Linked DNA regions of Sus scrofa: region 2 is linked to region 1. The links are chromatin contacts, called in public Hi-C maps. All regions are on one chromosome and are shown on one strand. The core of a region is the stretch at or near the end of the contact, and the rest is flanking DNA. Distances in the headings are between cores, read along the strand shown.

Evidence for each region. Hi-C and Micro-C count contacts between places; a contact is called where the count stands out from the background.
Region 2: a Hi-C map of omental adipose tissue shows a contact between it and region 1, with 2.5 times the contacts expected there. The contact joins two enhancer-like sites. A contact is called at or near these places in 1 of 5 promoter capture datasets (liver), 24 of 47 Hi-C or Micro-C datasets (adipose tissue, alveolar macrophages, brain and 13 more) and 1 of 2 datasets of contacts at active chromatin or transcription factors (skeletal muscle).

What each region holds. Positions count from the first base shown.
Region 1 is chr2:84,477,021-84,482,121 of Sscrofa11.1, forward strand. All of the region lies in intron 4 of COL4A3BP (collagen type IV alpha-3-binding protein), which reads right to left. Among named protein-coding and RNA genes, the nearest start is that of COL4A3BP, 58 kb to the right of the region's middle. Within about 2 kb of position 2,746, at least 1 of the 83 cell types and tissues checked has an H3K27ac peak or open chromatin away from gene starts, as enhancers often do. A contact at or near this core is called in omental adipose tissue, where this site is marked.
Region 2 is chr2:84,693,010-84,698,110 of Sscrofa11.1, forward strand. It overlaps POC5 (centrosomal protein POC5), which reads right to left. Exons shown (of 13, transcript XM_005661493.3): 11 at 4,343-4,620; 12 at 318-494. Among named protein-coding and RNA genes, the nearest start is that of POC5, 35 kb to the right of the region's middle. Within about 2 kb of position 2,477, at least 7 of the 83 cell types and tissues checked have an H3K27ac peak or open chromatin away from gene starts, as enhancers often do. A contact at or near this core is called in omental adipose tissue, where this site is marked.

The DNA.
Region 1 (5,101 bases), core at 1,496-3,995:
TCATACTTTTAATGCTTGCTTTTATAAAAAACAATTTATCTGTAAAAGGTACCCAACATGTTCTTAATTCTGAATTTACTAATAAATTGCATATAAACCTAACACTAGATGGAATTAAAGCTCTTCTCCACTCATTACTGTACATCACTCTGTATTTCTAGGCAAAGCAATGTTTTACTGATGAAGTAGGTATTTTGGTGTCAGGAAACCTATATACATTGTATATAAATTACACTTCAAAAAATTACCTTAAATGAGAAAAGTAAGCAGACCAGGGTGCACTGAGGGCATGAACTACAAAGAGGTATTTTGGGGAGTATAGGTTACAATTATCAAAGTGTGCAGTTAAAATGGATCCATTTTAAAAATTGTACTTCAAAATGTAGCTAAAGTAAAAAAGTTAAGCTTGTTTCAATATAACAGAATCCCACCAAAAGAGAATTCTAATTACAGTAATCATACAGTACATAAAAAAGTGAGAATTCTTATGAAATAATGGAACAAAAGTACTGAGCCAGGTACCTTAACTGAAATGGCTTTAGTTTCTTCTCATTCCACAATAATGCTAACTTTCTAAATAGAGTGTTTCTACATTTTAATTGTTGTACTGGCTGGTAAAGTTTTTCATTAGTTTTAAATATAGAAGACTGAACAATAGCCAAGATATGGAAGTAACCTAAATGTCCACTGACAGAGGAATGGATAAAGAAGATGTGGTACATATATATAATGAAATATTACTCAGCCATAAAAAAGAATGAAATAATACCATTTGCAGCAACATGGATGGACCTAGAAATTATCACAGTAAGTGAAGTCAAAGACAAATGTCATACGGTAACACTTACATATACAATCTAAAAAAAAAAAAAAAGTTTACAAAAGAACTTATTTACAAAACAGAAACAGACTCACAGACTTTGAAAACTAATGGTTACCAAAGGCAAAAGTGGAGAGGAGGAATAAATTAGGAGTTTGGGATTAACATACACACACTACTATATATAAAATTTATGACAAGAGTTCCTGTCGTGGCTCAGTGGTAACAAACCTGATTAGTATCCATGCAGACGCAGGTTCAACACCTGGCCTTGCTCAGTGGGTTAAGGATCCAGGGTTGCCATGAGATGTGGTGTAGATTGCAGATGTGGCTCGGATCTTGCATGCTGTGGCCGTGGCATAGGCGGCAGCTACAACTTCGATTCAACTCCTAGCCTGGAAACTTCCATGTGCCCACTGCTGCAGCCCTACAAAAAAACCCAAAAAAACAGACGACCAAGAAGGACCAACAAGTATGGCACAGGGAACGAACGCTACTCAATATTCTGTAATAATTTATATTGGAAAAGAATCTGAAAAAGAATAAATATATATATATATAAACTGAATCACTTTGCTGTACACCTGAAACTAATACAACATTACAAATCAACTCTAATATAAAATAAAAATTCTTGTTAAAAAAAATAAAAACCTATCTAGAGACTAAAAATACAATGTACTTCAAAGTCACTTATTTCAGACACCTATATGTCATTCATTTCTGAACAGAAATTAATCTGGACTAACCATTTAAATACAAAACCAGCCCATAATTTACAATCAAAATTTTATAATATTAAAAACAAATCCTGGATATTTATTTGAAAAATATTTACACCTAACAATTTGAAATTCAAATCCAAATGAATCTACCCTCTCCATTTACCTGCTTTATATCAACGAGTCCTAAGGAGAGTAAATTAAAACTTTTAAGATCTGGGGAGTTCCTGCTGTGGCGAGCAGAAATGAATCAGACTAGGAACCATGAGGTTGCAGGTTCGATCCCTGGCCTTATTCAGTGGATTAAGGATCTGGTGTTGCCATGAGCTGTGGTGTGGGTCGAAGATGCAGCTTGGATCTGGCGTTGCTGTGGCTGTGGCATAGGCCGGCAGCTACAGCTCCGATTCGACCCCTAGCCTAGGAATCTCCCCATGCCGAGGTGCAGCCCTAAAAAGACAAAAGACAAAGTAAAACAAATGCCCTCCCCAACTTTAAGATCTTAAAATATATATGCTACGAAGCTTTACTAAATGTTGACTACAAAAAAAAAAAAAATACTTCTTACATCCTCCCCCCCTTTTTTTTCAGGGTTATTTCAAAACAGTAATATCTCCTTACAATATCATAGAACAAAAGACTCTACTATAGCAATACTGATGTTGCCATACATTTTAAGTAATGGATAATAAATGAATACTGAGGCTGAGAGTTTATTGTATTTCTACCTCTAATAAAGTTTCACTTAAATAAATCTCATTATATACATCACTCCAAAGAAAAAGAAAATACAGTATATTCATGAACATCAATTCCGTTTTATTCAATTTAAACAATGGGGGTTCATCTGTCACCCCAACTGCACTGAGGTAACTTTAAATGTTTAAAATAAATAAATAAAATGCTTAGCAAATATACACATGCGCATGCAAATGAATCTTCACTGTTTAAAAAACTGGTCATTCTGGAAATGTCTGTAATTCTGCCAATGACACTACATTGCATAAAAGATTCTTTTTTTTTTGGCCTTTTCTTGGGCCGTTCCCACAGCATATGGAGGTTCCCAGGCTAGGGGTGTAATTGGAGCTGTAGCCGCCAGCCTACGCCAGAGCCATAGCAACTTGGGATCCGAGCCGCATCTACAACTTAAACCACAGCTCACGGCAACGGCGGATCCTTAACCCACTGAGCAAGGCCAGGACATCGAACCTGCCACCTCATGGTTCCTAGTCAGATTTGTTAACCACTGCGCTACAACGGGAACTCCTGCATAAAAGATTCTTGATGTCACAATATTTAGAGTGATTTTATGATATAGCCACAAAATGGAGCTATCTAAAATGATTTTGGAGAATGACAAAATAAAAATTTAAAAACCACTTCATTACTTTAAAGGAATAGCTAACTGTATAATTAAGCTTGATTGTCTCTCATTCACATGACATGGCTCTGATTTAGTCCTGAATTTTTCTCAAAAATCTAATCTATGATCAAAGATATCAATATTTTAAAAACACTTTGTCACAGGAGCTAAAAATGATTTTAAAAGATAGTTACAAAATTATTCTGAAAAGTAGCAATGTTGTAAGTAGCAAAATGACATTTGTTTTGGCTTTCAACATGTTCACATCAAAGGTAACAATACTCATCTTGGTTTTTTTTTTTGTTTGTTTGTTTGTTTTGGCCACACCTATGGCATGCAGAACTTCCTGAGCCAGGGATCAAACCCAGGTCACCACAGTGACAATGCTGGATCCTTAAGCCACTGTCCCACCAGGTAACGCTCAACAATACTTATCCTGAATTTCTAAGTTACTTTTCCTCTGTCTAGCAGCTATTTAAAAGAAGACGTTTTGTTCATAGCAGGAGATTACATCATGAAACAGAAAAGATAATAACTTGAGTTGAAGTATTATATGTCACAATCCCAAGAACTCATCAGACATTTCCTGGCACTGGGAATTTCTCACTGGCTATGTCTTAGCTGAGGATTTCACTTTCTACACCCATAAGGTCTGCTTTCTGAAGGTGGGTGAGGCAAATTCCCAAGGACAGAAATGGGTCACAACTGATATTCACTGTTGAATGTTCTTATAAAAATCTTAACATGCTTTCAAAATCTCATTGGTATGATTTTGCGGATAATACTTAAAAGGCATGCTGGCTTTTTCTTAATCCCACTCTTCCACAAGAAAAAACTGGAGCTTATTTACAGTCAATATAATTTTGAGGAAGGGGGTCAAACCCATAGCAGGTGGAAGTTCCTGGGCCAGGGATAGAACCTGTGCCACAGCAGTGACCCAAGCCACTACAGTGACAATACTGCATCCTTAACCAGCTGTGCCATAAGAGAACTCCACCAATATAAAATTTTTGAAAATACCAAATGCTATCTAAAATTAATTAACATGGAATTCAAATACATTTACTATAGGAATATTTTCTCCTTTCAATATATATGCTTAAAGATCCCTCACACCAATTGCTTTGCAAAAAAACCCTTTCTTTCTCAAATTTGCAAGTTTGTAAGCAGTATTCCTGAACATGTTTTACATAAACATAAAATGCCATTTTGGTTCAATGAAATACTTACTGAACACATCCTATACGGAACAAAGATTATTATATTTTTAAAATATTACAGTAATGAGACCATATCTTTGGTATAATATTCCTCCTTATTAAAACAAATAAACAAACAAAAACAACCTTTTGCCCACTAGAGGGGGTCAGTAGCATTTTCCAAGCACTGTACTTGGAAAGCTGGTACAAAGGTTACTACTGGTCAAAGTACAATAGTAACCTTCAGATTAATTCTTCTACATGTACTTTCCGTATCTTGATTTTTTTGAGAATATTTAAAATTACGATAAACTGAATCATATGGTTCAAAGTTATAAATTTAATAAAGGACCAAAAACGCCTAAAAACTGATTTTAAAAGAAAACTCCAGCAAATTTTATTAACTAAATTTTATTGTTTGGTTCATTCATACAGGAAATAAGCATATATTTTCATTTTGTACAGTCTATCAGCCCATCTAGTCAAAATAACAGTGGTATAAAGAATCTAAAAAAAGGTTGGTTTGTAGCATTTTTTTCACAGCATCTGTCTTGTGAAAAGCTTATTCATTTTCCTAATAACACTCTCCAGCAAGAAGTATAGCAAAAAAACTTAGAAAGAAATTAAGTAACTTCCTCGTGGTGTCAAAAATTATCTATTTTGTGACACAGTCCCTCCATTGTCTCCTTCCATTTTAATTACAGGAAGAGAGAAAACGTAAGAGAGATTTAATGTTAACATAAGTACAACGGAGCATTTACCAGGACCTGAATTTCTGAAATCCGAAAAAAAAAAAAAAACAACAAAACCCCAATAAGCTTGCTTTGTAGTCGGCATTCACTCATCTACTTTCTTTCTGTCTTTCTTTTTTGCTTTTTAGGGCCGCATCTGAGGCAAATGGAAGTTCCAAGGCTAGGGTTGAATTGGAGCTGCGGCTGCTGGCCTGTGCCACTGCCACAGCCACGCGGGATCCTTAACCACAGTGAGAGAGGCCAGGGGT
Region 2 (5,101 bases), core at 1,227-3,726, 220 kb after region 1:
AGGCGTAAATAATATTTGTCTCTTTTTTAAATTAATGAGAAATCATTTATTTTACCCTTTTGGACATGAACACACTGAATTACTTTTTTTGATAATTTTTATACTGTTGAGACAAAACAATGTTTCTGAAATTAATTTCCTAAAGGAGGAAAAGGTAGATTTCGAGCAGGTGTGACAATTATAAGTATATAAAGGCAGCAAAAATACCAGATATCATGGGTTTTGATTTTCTCCCCAGCATTTCATTAAGCGATAATTTGTCCATCAACTCTCAGGAAAAAGATGCTTTGACAAAAGGTCATCCAATGCAGACTCACCACTGTGACCGGATGATGTTTTTCCACAACAACGGAGCTCATGGGAGGAGAAACGCCCATTATAGCTAAACTGCTACTGATTCTATTTTTTGAAGCAAAATCACATCTCCCTGTGATCCGGGCTGTGATTGTTCTCCCAGCTTTCTGTTGTGCAGACGTCACAACCCTGGGCACAAACTAAAAAACAGAAAGATCCAGTTGGTAGAAAAATCCACGGCAAAATTTTTGGTATTTTTGGTGCTAGAACTCAAAATATTCAGCACTTAAAATAATTGTACATCATATGGAAGTTCCTGGGCTAAGGGGTGACTTGGAGCTGCAGCTGCCACCCTACGCCACAGCCATGGCAATGCTGAATCCAAGCCGCATCCAGGACCTATACTGCAGCCTGCGGCAAGGCTGGATCCTTAGCCCACTGAGCAAGGCCAGGGATCGAACTTGCATCCTCAAGGAGACTATGTCGAGTTCTTATTAACCTGCTCAGTCAGAACTCCGATAACTTTAACAAAGAAAAATTTCATAAGACTAAAATCAAGCATCTTCAAACACCCTTTAACCTTGGTGTACCAAACTATTTTATAGAACTTTAAGAACTTGGGAAAAACTTTTTACTCTGTAATTTAGGTTCATAGAGGGTTGCGAAGACAGCATAGAGAGGTCCCGGGTATTCTTCCCCTGGTTTCCTGCAATGATTATGTCTGACATAATTATAGCATCATTACAATATCGAAACCAGGAAGCAAACAATGGAATGACGCCTGGGTATAGATCTGTCACTTTATCACGTGCTTTGATTCCTGTAGCTGTTAGGATAGTCCAGATGCAGAACTAGTCCGTCACTACAAAGACTGGCCTTGTGCCATCCTTTAGAGGCTTACCGTCTTCCCTCCCCAGCGTCCCTAATTCTTAGCAACAATGAATCTGTTTTATGAACTCTTTGGACCCTTATGCATAAATCATCATTAGGCATATGCTTTTTGTGTCCTTTTTTTCTTAGGACATTAATATACGTTTTTTCATAGAGACCAGTTATAATTCTTAAGGAGAGGTTTTTATACCAACAAACTGCAGTTTATCTAACTGTACCAGTTGTTTTCATATTAAATATAGTAAATTTTTGGAAAACAGGATTTCCCTTTTCTTCTTTTTAAAAATTTTATGGCTGCACTTGAAGGAAATGGAAGTTCCTGGGCCAGGGACTGAAGCTGAGCTGTAGCTGCAGCAATGCCAGATCCTTTAACCCACTGCACTGAGCCAGGGATCAAACCTGCACCTCTGCAGTGACCTGAGCTCCTGCAGTTGGCTTCTTAACCCACTGTGCCACAGCAAGAACCTCTCCCCTTTTGAGAGTTATTTGAGGAAGATATTGCAAGACACAGATGACCATCTCCAGAGGTAATGCTGGGTTTTACAGCTTTTGTTGCCTACTACTGGATAATACTCCAGAAAGGTTACACTTACATAAACAGTAACACACACATGTAACTCATCCCCCCACCCCGCCACTATCAACTAATTACAGTAGCTGGGCAAAGATGAAAAGGAGTCAGAAAAAAAGGGGAAATGATATAAACCCCCCAATATTTATATCAATATTTCACAGAGAAACAACGCACATCATTGGTTGAGAGTACAGGGCTCTGAACTGTCCAAGTCTGAATTCCAGCTGTGTTAGCAGTTCTGTTCCCTGACTAGTTCCCTGACCGTCTCTAAGCCTCAGTTTTCTCATTTCTAGAACGGGGAGAGGGGCACCAACTGACTAATGGTAAACTTTCCCTTTGCACTCAGATAAAGAGGAACGTTAGAAACTACTAAACAGCTTAAAATCCAATTCAAGTCCCTCAGTTGTTTCAGCTGGAGTTAGAAACAGGCAAGTGTCATCTGTTGTTGAACACGGTGAACTCCAACAGGGCATTTGTTTACATGACCACCTAATATATTTTTGAAGAGTGTTTTCCACCATGGAATTCTGCTCTTTAACATGCTGAGGAGGTCTGCCTGCAGAAAGGAAGGAATTTTACAGATGAAGACATTTTCTGATCTACCAACAGGAGGTAATGGTCTCTTCTCTAGTTATTTGTGCTTCTCTGCAGTTTGCTTTCTACACACATCTCCTTGTAGCTACTAGAAATACCGAGGAAGACGGTAAAGTTTTGACTGTTCACAGGCAGCCTCTGTGATTCAAATGAGGAGAAAGATAGCCAGGCCTGGGTCACATCTCTCTTCCTTCCTGTTCCCAGCAGTGACGGTTTCACATAAGGTAAGTTATCCAACTAATCTATTTGTTCCTGCTTTTATCATTATAGATCTTTTTAAAAACAGGAGGACATATGTGAGCTGAATAATCTGAGTAGTTTCTTTAAATAAGGAAGGAAGAAAACTAGCAAAACACTTAGAGGTGACTGACTTGTGATTCTTCTTCCTTCTTAATCCTGAACTTACGTGAATGCAGCTGAGTAATGTGTCTGTTGCTGAAGCAGCAGGATGTAGTTGGAGGGGTTGGGGAGGAAGAAGGGCCGTCTACACAATATTGGGCTTTTTCCGGTTTCAAAGACTTCAGAATTATCTCAGGTGACCAAATTGTTTCAAAAAATAGCAAAAAGGGTGGTGAGCACCCTCATTCATTTGGTCCTCCCTGTGCATGTTCAGATTCATTTCTCCACACCCATGTACAAATAGTATAGTCATACTTCAAGAAGGAAATTTTGAAAAATCTAGCTCTGCATGTTATCTGGATATGCAAGATGAATGGCAAACCAGAAATTTAAATAACATGCAGTGTTTATTTAAATGAGATCATCAGTATAGAATCACACTTCAAAATGTGTAATCATGAAAAATAAAACACAGCTGAACATATGTCAGGGTTGAATTTCCGTGTCTTATTTCTAAATCAAAACTCCTCCACATAATCTAAATTTCTCTTAAGTCCTGTTTTTTTTTACCTCTTTGAATTAAGAACAAAAATACGTTGAGATCTGCAAAAATAGCAGAACTCAACATATTTTCCCCCAAAGTTAGTAGTTTCCAAAAGGCAGAAATTCAAGTCAGCCTGAACACTACAGATGACTAATTGTCTGACTGACTCAACGCCTCCCTCAGCTACAGAGAGCTACCTGGCGCTATGGCACCCTCTAATGGCCTGCCAGGTAACTCTAAGACCTAACATCTGCTCTGCCATCTTCTTTCCTCTCCTGTGAGTGGTTAGGGCTGGGGAAGAGAGGGAGACGAACATATGAGAGTCACCCTAGCATCTTTATGATACATACCTCTGTGCCAGAGTATAGCTAGAGTAGGGAAAAGAATGGAGCTGAAAAGAAGAGCCCTGCAGAGGTGAGCTGGCTCAGCTGGGCTTGGATCCCTATGGCCTTCAGTTGAGAGACACTGAAGAATACAGGGTTAACAACAGGAGCCCAGAAGTCAGAAGCAGGTATGCTTTGTCCATAACTCTCTGCATATGAATAGCTTGATGAGTTCCATTTCAGGTAAATCCTCCCTCAAATACTCCACCCTCATTCAGTACTGTCCTCCTCTATGTACTCCTCTAAAAGCAGCTAGTGAGTCTAGGAAAAACAGTTCTGATTATGAAAATTTAAAACCTAAAAAATCAAGATGGAGTCACTGCAGAGTAGCAATGATGCTACATCTGCATCCAAGAAAAGGGAAGCTGTAGCCATTATACAAAAGGGCTATTAATCTTCTAGGCCTTTGACTAGAACCCAATAATTACCTTTAAAAATACAAAACAAACTCTAAATCTATTTTCCTGACTAGTTTCTGAAAAATGTAAAATGAGAAAGGTCTTTATTTTTGTTTAATTATCACTACTGTAATAGAACTTTCAGGTATTATTTTCACTACAAATTAATGTTTTAGCTACTTTGAGAATTAAATATTTCTGTGGCTTGGCCTAAATAGCATATAGACTTTTCTCCATCGATAAATATGTTCAGAGTTCAAAATTCCAATATACAGACAAGTTTGCAACCCTTTACCCAAGGGGGCACCTGCATTACTGTACTGACCATTTCTTCTGGTGCAGCAGCAGCCGTGGCTGTTGATCCAGCGCCATGAGCAGCAGAAACAGGAAGGTGGACAGAAGAAGCAGAAGCGGCCCCAGTGGAAGTGATGGAAGCAGCAGAGGGAAAGGCAGCAGCGCTGGGCACTCCCATGGCCACTGTGGGTGGGGATGGTGGCACCACTGAGGGCACTGGAGGACCCGAAGCATCCAGATGAGCAGAATGTTCTTTTCCTTGAACACCAGGACCATATTCTTCCCTTTTATTATTTGTGAAGTCTGTTCCTATAAACCACAAGTTAATTCCATTATAACTCTTGTAAATTAAGATGACTTTTATGTCCCCCAAAATAAAAAGACATGATAGCTAAAATCTGGTCTGAAAGAAGTGTAGAAGTGTGTCATATACTGGAAACAATGTTCAGTTAATACAGTTTGTCAGTGTTAACTGGTTAATGTTGGCATCAACCACTGAAGACAAGACTATTTTCTTCAACAAGTGAAAGCTAAGGAATGATGGCTCTTAGGTAAAAAATAAATTAGGAGTTCCCATTGTGATTCAGCGAGTTACAAACTGGACTAGTATTCCTGAGGATGGGGGTTCGATCCCTGGCCTCGCTCCGTGGATTAGGGATCTAGCATTGCTGTGAGCTGTGGTGCAGGTCACAGATATGGCTCAGATTCCCCCATTGCTGTGGCTGTGGCGTAGCTGGCAGCTGCAGCTCCAATTCGACTCCTAGACTGGGAACTTCCGTATACCACAGGT